Linked DNA regions of Mus musculus: region 1 is linked to region 2. The links are chromatin contacts, called in public HiChIP or PLAC-seq maps. All regions are on one chromosome and are shown on one strand. The core of a region is the stretch at or near the end of the contact, and the rest is flanking DNA. Distances in the headings are between cores, read along the strand shown. Region 1 overlaps Arhgap8 (Rho GTPase activating protein 8). Region 2 overlaps Parvb (parvin, beta).

Region 1 (3,782 bases), core at 1,209-3,708, 470 kb before region 2:
TTATGGCTCAGAAGAGTTGCCCTCACACATGTATGTCATTTCAGACATTTCCCAGAACCGTGATGGACCCAACAATCAGAAGCACAAAACCCCCACTAGGAAGTTCTGGGTTCATTTAATTCCTGTGTCTTCTTAAAGATAGTAAGTTCATAAGACAAACAGGTACACAGATGCCTAGATTGGAAGGGGGCATCTCCAGTCTCCATCTTGAGGTGTCTCAAGCTAGTCAGGAGATACGGAGGCGGGACAGGTATGGTGAGGCCCGGGGAGTGCCCGTCTTCATAAATTCTTTGGTAACAGGGCCAGCCTGCTGTACTTCCACAGTATCCCGGGTGTGCTCCCCAGGGGCCTCCTGGCAACTGAAGACTTTGTCATAGTACTCTATCAGCAGCTCTGTGAACAAGTTCAGAGGTACCAGGGCGCTCAGGGAAGCCACCCCCTGGGATGGCCAGATCAAGTTCAATCCAAACACGCACGCCAGGTTAGAGCTGTTCATCTTGTTTGAAATGCTCTCCAGAGACACCTGGAAGAGGAAATCCAAGAAATGAAGCCCCGGGCATCAGCAGTCTGGACTCCACCCTCACCCCAAGGGAGACTGGTGTGGAGAGAGAGCTCTGGGTGATTCTGTCCACATCCCTGACGGGCCAGTGTGGTGGGAAGAGCTCTGGAGGGGGAGGGGGTGAGCTGGGGAGATGGCGCTCTTCGAGACAAGCGCTTGCCCCACCAGCTTGTGTTTGAAGCCCAGAATAATCCAAGCAGAGTTCCAGGCCAGTGAAAGACCCCATCTCAAACACCAATGGAATCATTGAGAATGCTCAGTGGGTAATGGTAAACTTCTGCAGAGTTTAGCAATCTGAGGGACCCACCAATCCATGGCCTAAGAGGACCTGCCCCTGCAAACTGTATTCTGACCTCCATGTCTACGTTCTGTAGCATATGCACACACGCATAAACGTTTATGCGTGTGTGCACATGCTACAGAACGTAAATAATAAACAGACAAGTAAATAAAAGAATTCTTGAATAGAGACCTCAGCCAGTATCAAAATCCTATGTGGCCATGTCTCCACTTGGGGGTCTCGGCTTCTCAGTTTTCCCATCTGTAAAAGGTTCTGGCCTTGATACTGTGGGGACCCTCTGATTCCACCATCTAGGATATCCTGGGTACCCCATCAGCATCTCTTCCACTTTGGCAGACTGGGTTGAGGTGGGGGACCCAGCACTGAAGATCTAAACCAGACACCCTCTGGCTTCTGTGATATGGCTGGGGAAGTGAGCTCAGGCTCCCGGGTCCAGTAGTGCGAGAAAAGTGCCTTCTGTGCTGGGGGCTTCCATCCTCCGGGCCATCACAGCCACCTGCATAAGTAGGATTCAGTACTCCCCACTTTCTAGATAAGGAAACTGGGCCCTGAGGTTAAAGAAGACCTGCTGCTGAGTCCTTGTATAGGGCAAGCCCAGCTCACAGCAGCGTCTGAGGAGGAGCTTAAGAACCGCTTCTCCAGTAAGCCAGCCCGAGCACATCCTTGCTTGCGTGAAAACTAACAGTGAGAGACAGAACTGCTTATGAATGTGGGGGTACAGTAGAGGGCAGTGGGGGAGGTGGCTCAGGAGCTAAAGCACGTGTCACAGAACCTGAGTTCAATTCCCGGCCCCCACAAAAAAAATGAGTGTGGTGGTACATGCCTATAATTGGAGCACTGGGGTACGGGAGCATAAAGACAGGCAGATCCCAGGAGCTCACTGCTCACTGGCCAGCTGATAATGGCTGACTGAATAAATGAGCTCTGGGTCTTTAAGAGTCTTTGTCACTAAAAACCAAGAGGGAGTGAGGATGACTCTGACATTGACCTTTGACCCCCACAGGGACAATCACACACGTTCATCCACGCACACACGCATGAACATATATACTCATACACACCACACATAGAAAGCCAAGAATGTGACATCATACGACAGACTGTCTCCTCTGGCCTTCCTCTTTCCCATCCCTGGGCATCGCATCAGACTGCCAGGCTTCTCAGAGGCGCCAGGCTGGCCCTTGAGGGGAAGTCCTTTGGAGGTTAAAGAGAGTAGACTTGGCTATAACTTTGGACCTGAGGCAAGCAGGACCCGTCTGTGCAGGGACTGCTGTCAAGAGCCCCCCCAGATCCAGTCTTAGGGCTGGTCTTCCTTCTCCTGGGAGACAGCTAGTCACACTTACTTCATGCAGGAAGCCCATGAGGTAGCGGAGTACGGCATAGTTGTGTTCTGGGAGGCTCCGCAGGATCAGGCGGCAGTGGGTCACTCGAAGGCTGCTCTCCACACCTGCAATGGCATGACACTGCTGGCCAGGGAAGCACAGTCCCCAGGACAGCCTGGCCATGTGGCTCTGCTCAGCACCTTATTACTTCTGCCAGGCTCCTTCCTCCTCTGCATGATGGCTACAGAAACTGCAGCCTGCTGGGAAGCAGGGCAGTGAGTCACTCAGCAAACAGCAAACGGCTAGTCCAGGGCCAGTAATCTACACACAGACAGCTGTCCACATCTGGCCCGGCAAGTTTCTCTCTTAATAACGGTCTTGTTTGCTCTTTTCTCTCCACCCACCACCACCCCCCAAGTGCTGGTTTTAGAAGGGTGCACCACCATGCCAGCTCTCAGTCAGTAATATTTTACTTGAACACAACCATGTTGTGTTGACACATTGCCTAGGGCTGCTTGTGGGTTACAAGGATGGAGCAGCAGCTGATATGGAGACTTTGTGGTTGGGGAAGGCTCAGCATTTACCCTCTGGCCTCCTTGGAGACAAATGCACCTACCTGTGATTCTCCATGTACATAGACCACTGTGTGGTTCCTGGAAAAAATCTCACTTTCGGTGTGGGCGTGGGATGTAACTGTTTCATGCATAGACCCTCAGTCCCTTTGGTTGCCCTCCATTTGAGCTTTGAGACAGGTTCTCATGTGACCCAGACTGGCCCCAGACTTACTATGTAGCTGAGGATACCCTTGAACTCCTAAGCCTCCTGCCTCCACTTCCCAAGTGATGGGATTCAGTTGGATGCCTCTGTGCTGGGTTTATGCAGTGCTGGGCATGGCAAACACCCTACCAGCTTGTCTACATCCTCAGATCCTCCATTTGAGCTACAGCCTCGGAGGAAAGACTAAACTAAAACCAAGTGCGGCTGCAGAAGCCTGCAATCTCAGCACTTGGAGGCTGAGGCAGAAGGATTAGGAGTTCAAGCTCAGCCTGGACTACCTAGTGAGACCATTTCTGAGATCAATTTTTAAAAAGAAACAGAGCAAGTCACTCAGTGGTTCCAGCTGAAGCACTCAAAATCACCCGAGAGCCAGGTGGTGACACAGGCCTTTAATCCCAGCACTTGGGAGGCAGAGCAAGGCAGATGGATCACTAAATTTAAGGTCAGTCTGGTTTACAGAGTGAGTTCCAGGACAGCTAGGGCTACACAGAGAAACCCTGTCTCAAAAAAAAATTCAAGAAAAACACCCCCACACAAGCATTTACACAGCTCCCTGAGATGTGGGTGCAGCATGCATGTGATCCTGTTCCCCAGTCCCCAGCCTCTGACTCATCATCACTGTCCTCCCACTAAGCCTGTGCAGTGACCAGGAGACCCTGGGGCTGTATGCATGCTGCTGGCAGGACACAGGATTCCTCGTCTATGAAAAGCTTGAGGTCAGCATCCAAACGCTGACACCATTGCATACACTAGCAAGATTTTATCGAAAGGACCCAGATGTAGCTGTCTCTTGTGAGACTATGCCGGGGCCTAGCAAACACAG
Region 2 (3,957 bases), core at 1,070-3,569:
AAACAGGCTGGAAGAACCTGGCTGGTGAAGTTTCAGAGGGGATTTTTAAGAGGCCTTCAAATACTCTATGGGGCTATTTATGCAATATTTTTAAAGTAATCCGTGACTCTGGTCAGCTGGGACCGAAGGATCAGCTGTGATAAACAGGACACCAACACCATTAAGGTGAAATCTGGGAAAATGTCTCCTCAAGGCCACAGACGCTGTGTTCCAGAGGCTGCCTTGGGGGCTGGCATCTGGCCTTAGTAATATATAAGAGAGGCTACCTTGGTCCGTCAGACGCCAGCAAGCCCTCAGATGTACATATCACAGGACCAGGCACAGCAAGAACTGCCTGGCTGAGCCCATTCATAGCTGAGTGCGGGCTTGTGAGGAAAGGAAATGAACTTAGGGGTGATGTCTCACGAGACAGACCACCAAGCCCCCACCAAGTCCTTACCCCACCCCCTGTTCCTTGAACTTGCCCTTCTGCAGCCATAGGCCCACGGTGCTGTCACAACACACACCAGCCTGTCGTTCCTCCCAACACCCCCAATCCCAACCCCCTCCCCAACTATCTGCCTTCCCCTGGGAACTACATGGAACAGAACACACACACATCCCAGAGCACACTGCCATGTCTTCAGCTTATCTGTCAGCCCACTCTCCATGCCTGATGGATTCTGTTCCAGTCAGCTGTGGAAAGGCCATACTGAATACACAGTCAGTCTTAGCGTCTCTGTGAACAGAATTGGTGAGCTAGCTGACACCGTCCATGTTTTAAACACTGAAACCGGTTTCTTCAGAAGGATCAGAGGTGTCGAGTTCCTCCGGTCCATCCTGGGGTACCGTGGGCCCTCACACATGGTACACTATCTGGTTGGCTATTAGGATCAAGTTTCTCTAGGCTTTTGAAAAGTATGGCTTGCTCAAAGAGACCAGAGGACTCAACAGTGTCCACCTTAGGACAGTTCTGACTGATCACATGGTAGCTCCCTCTAAGAGAGCAACTGTTGATAGACAAGGGGAGAGGAAAACTAGAAAACAAGCAGGACTTGACTGGCCAGTGTGAGCGTGAGTCTCGGTGGCTATCCTGAGCTAACACACCTGGCACCCTGACATTCCTTTAATTTTTTTTTAATTGTGTATAATGTATATGGTGTGTGTGTGTGTGTGTGTGTGCGTGTTGTATGTGTGTGTTGTATGTGTGTGTGTGTGTGAGTTGTATTTTTGAGGCAGGGTCTCTCACTGAACCTGAGACACACTGATTTGGGTAGAAAGACTAACCAATGGGCTTCAGAGATCCACCCGTCTCTGCCACCCCCATGATGGAGTTATAGATACATAACCCTGTCCCTGAATTGTGTGTGTGTGAGTGTGTGTGTGTGTGTGTGTGTGCGCGCGCGCGTGTTTAACATAGGTGCTGAGTATCGGGTCCCTCATGCTCACACAGTGAGCACTTCACTGACTAACCCATCCCTTCAGTTCACCTCCTAAAATAAGGAATGAGAGACTCTCTTTGAGGTGAGAGACGGACATGGGAAGCCCAAGAGGGACTGTGTGGAGAAAGAAGGCAGGCAAGTCACTCCACAAAAAAAGCACACACTAAGACTAAAGAGTATGGAGGAATGAACACAGGCTCCCCCAGGCTAGTGTCCCGGGCTGAAGCCAGGGCCTTGGGCCTGAGGCCTTGCATGAGGCATGGGTCCCTGAGGTACAGAACCCTGAGGAGCGGCTGCCATCCACTTACTCTGTGGTCGTGGTCAGCTCCTCTGAGATGTGGCTGGAGTGCAGCAAGCCTTCTCGCTTCTGAAAACCCCAAAGCAAACAAATCATCAAGACAGACAGACCACGGAGCAGGGGCAACACAGAGGACAAACACTGATCTCATGGGAAATCCCTTCATGGTGACCCTGGGCAGGACGCCAGCCTAGAAAGGGAGAACCATGTGCCCCAGTGCACACTTCACGCCTGGACGGGTATACTCCAGACGACACGAGGGACTACCCTCACATTGTTCTCCGTGGTACCCTGGGATATGGTCACTAAGCAAAGCTTGGGAGAAACATTCCAGGCAAGAAACACCAACTAGAGACCATATTCTGCGGTTGAGGCAGGAGAGATGGGTAGTTCATGAGTCATGTGGGGTGGGGGTGGGGGGACAGGACTCCAGAGAAAGAACATGTGGGCACTTGCTCAAACGGGATCCCCCAAACATGTCTACCCAGGATGTTGGAACCTGCTTTTCCTTCTCGGCTTCCAATACTAGTTAAGAATGGCCACATAGTGGTGAGCTCTGCAGCTGGGGTGAGTGGGATACCCCAAAAGGAAAAAGTAGAAACAGAGAGGGCCGTGGCAGTGCACGAACATGGACACTGAACACAGCCAGCCTTGGCAGAAACAGAACAGGGTAAAGAGAGCTGCTTTCCTAAAGTCCGGAAGTGCTGGGAGGAGAAATCCACCCGCCATTGGAAGCTCCAGTTAGTAGTGGTCCTTCATCCCGGCAACTCTGGCAGGCACACGGGGCAGTGGTAGGACAGCAGAGATGATGGCAGATAGCAGCCCGCATACACTGGAAGTTCCCAGAGGCCAGCCAAAGTAGCCATAACCGCAGGTCCCTGCTTGAAGCTCCTGAGGGACAGGAACCTGAGTCCTATCCAGGCAGCCCTCTCACCCTTCCCTGAGCTGGCTCTAGGGATCTTGTAGACTGGTCCTGGTGAACAAGTAAATGCAACTGGGGACGTCATATGGCTCATCCCAGTCTCATTCTGACTGGCACTCAACAGAGCCTGCCAAGGAAGACTCTGGGTATTGGGTTCGCTTATTTGCATAGGCATGAATGAGGTGCCTGTTGGTTGCCGGGCTTTGGTAAACTGGGAACCGGATAATTGAAAGGTTAGCAACATCACTCCGAGTCTGTAGGCCGATCACCGCAGCCATGAGAAATCCTTCCATTGCTGGGGGGGGGGGCGGGGGGGGGCTAAGCAAGGCTTGGGGTGGGGGTGGGGGGGTAAGCAAGGCTTGGATCTCATGCCTTCCAGCCTCGCATGGCCTCATTTCAAATAAGTTGGTGGGCCACCCGAGCGAGCGAACGAGCGAGCGAGCACACAGACAGTCTGGAGGACCTCAGGAGAGGCAGTAGACACTGGGAGGCTGAGAGGCTGCCATCCAGTTGAATCTCCTTGCCCAGTTTCTTTTCCTTTGGACTCAATGCAGACAACCCCGGAATCCCAGTCAAGGCGCAGCAAGCTGGAGGGGGCTTGCAAGGGCAGTCAGATTTTCCAAAAAACCCCCAGCTTGTCTTGGACCAGTGTGCAAGACTGAAAGAAAATACCCAGATGGTGAGCCCGCTCAGTACTCTTGAGGCCTGGACTGACGTAGGTAGGTTTAGGAACCGTTTTCCCATGTGTCCTTGGGAAGACTTTCCCGGCCCGCTGCCTAGGAGCCAGCAGCCAAGTCTAGGGCCGCAGGAATGGTCCCCCTGAGTTTGCGTCACTCTCGCTGACCACAAATATCCTGATGGGGAAGGAAGCAGGGAGAAATGGCAGGTGACCTTCCGCTTAATGTCAGACACGGGGCTTTCCCGGCAGGGTACCACTAAGCTCCCAGGGCAGTAGAGAGGTCGGAATGGCTTCAGAAAACACAGGCTCAGCCAGGTCCCAGTGGACCACAGACCACAAAACAGATAAGTTAAAAATCCAGAGAACAGAGTGTAGCTGAATGTCTCCAGACACATAAACACCGACATACAGGTCCCAAGTGTGACCTCAGCCCTTTGGCAGATAAGGTGTCTCTTCCAGGCCAAAACTGGTTATCCTCACCCAGGGTCCCCAGCAGTTCAGGCAAATGTCTGGCACCCAGTAGGTGCTTAATACGTGGTTCCTGGTAAAATTGTGCACAGGAACCAAACCCGGCCAGCACCTGTGTGCTTGAACACTAAAACACAAGACAGTCCTCACAGCAGATCCATGCCTGTCC

Evidence for each region. HiChIP or PLAC-seq counts read pairs in DNA pulled down with a chosen protein or histone mark.
Region 1: a contact with region 2 is called in an HNF4G HiChIP or PLAC-seq map of pancreatic cancer cells. The contact joins two enhancer-like sites. A contact is called at or near these places in 1 of 115 datasets of contacts at active chromatin or transcription factors (pancreatic cancer cells) and 1 of 9 other capture datasets (pancreatic islet).

Annotation. Positions count from the first base shown.
Region 1 is chr15:84,768,522-84,772,303 of GRCm38.p6, reverse strand. It overlaps Arhgap8 (Rho GTPase activating protein 8), which reads right to left. Exons shown (of 12, transcript NM_001164628.1): 11 at 2,204-2,307; 12 at 97-523. The coding sequence ends at 227. Among named protein-coding and RNA genes, the nearest start is that of Gm52202, 21 kb to the left of the region's middle. Within about 2 kb of position 2,458, at least 25 of the 459 cell types and tissues checked have an H3K27ac peak or open chromatin away from gene starts, as enhancers often do. A contact at or near this core is called in pancreatic cancer cells, where this site is marked.
Region 2 is chr15:84,293,388-84,297,344 of GRCm38.p6, reverse strand. It overlaps Parvb (parvin, beta), which reads right to left. Exons shown (of 13, transcript NM_133167.3): 7 at 1,730-1,788. Among named protein-coding and RNA genes, the nearest start is that of Gm22890, 28 kb to the left of the region's middle. Within about 2 kb of position 2,319, at least 15 of the 459 cell types and tissues checked have an H3K27ac peak or open chromatin away from gene starts, as enhancers often do. A contact at or near this core is called in pancreatic cancer cells, where this site is marked.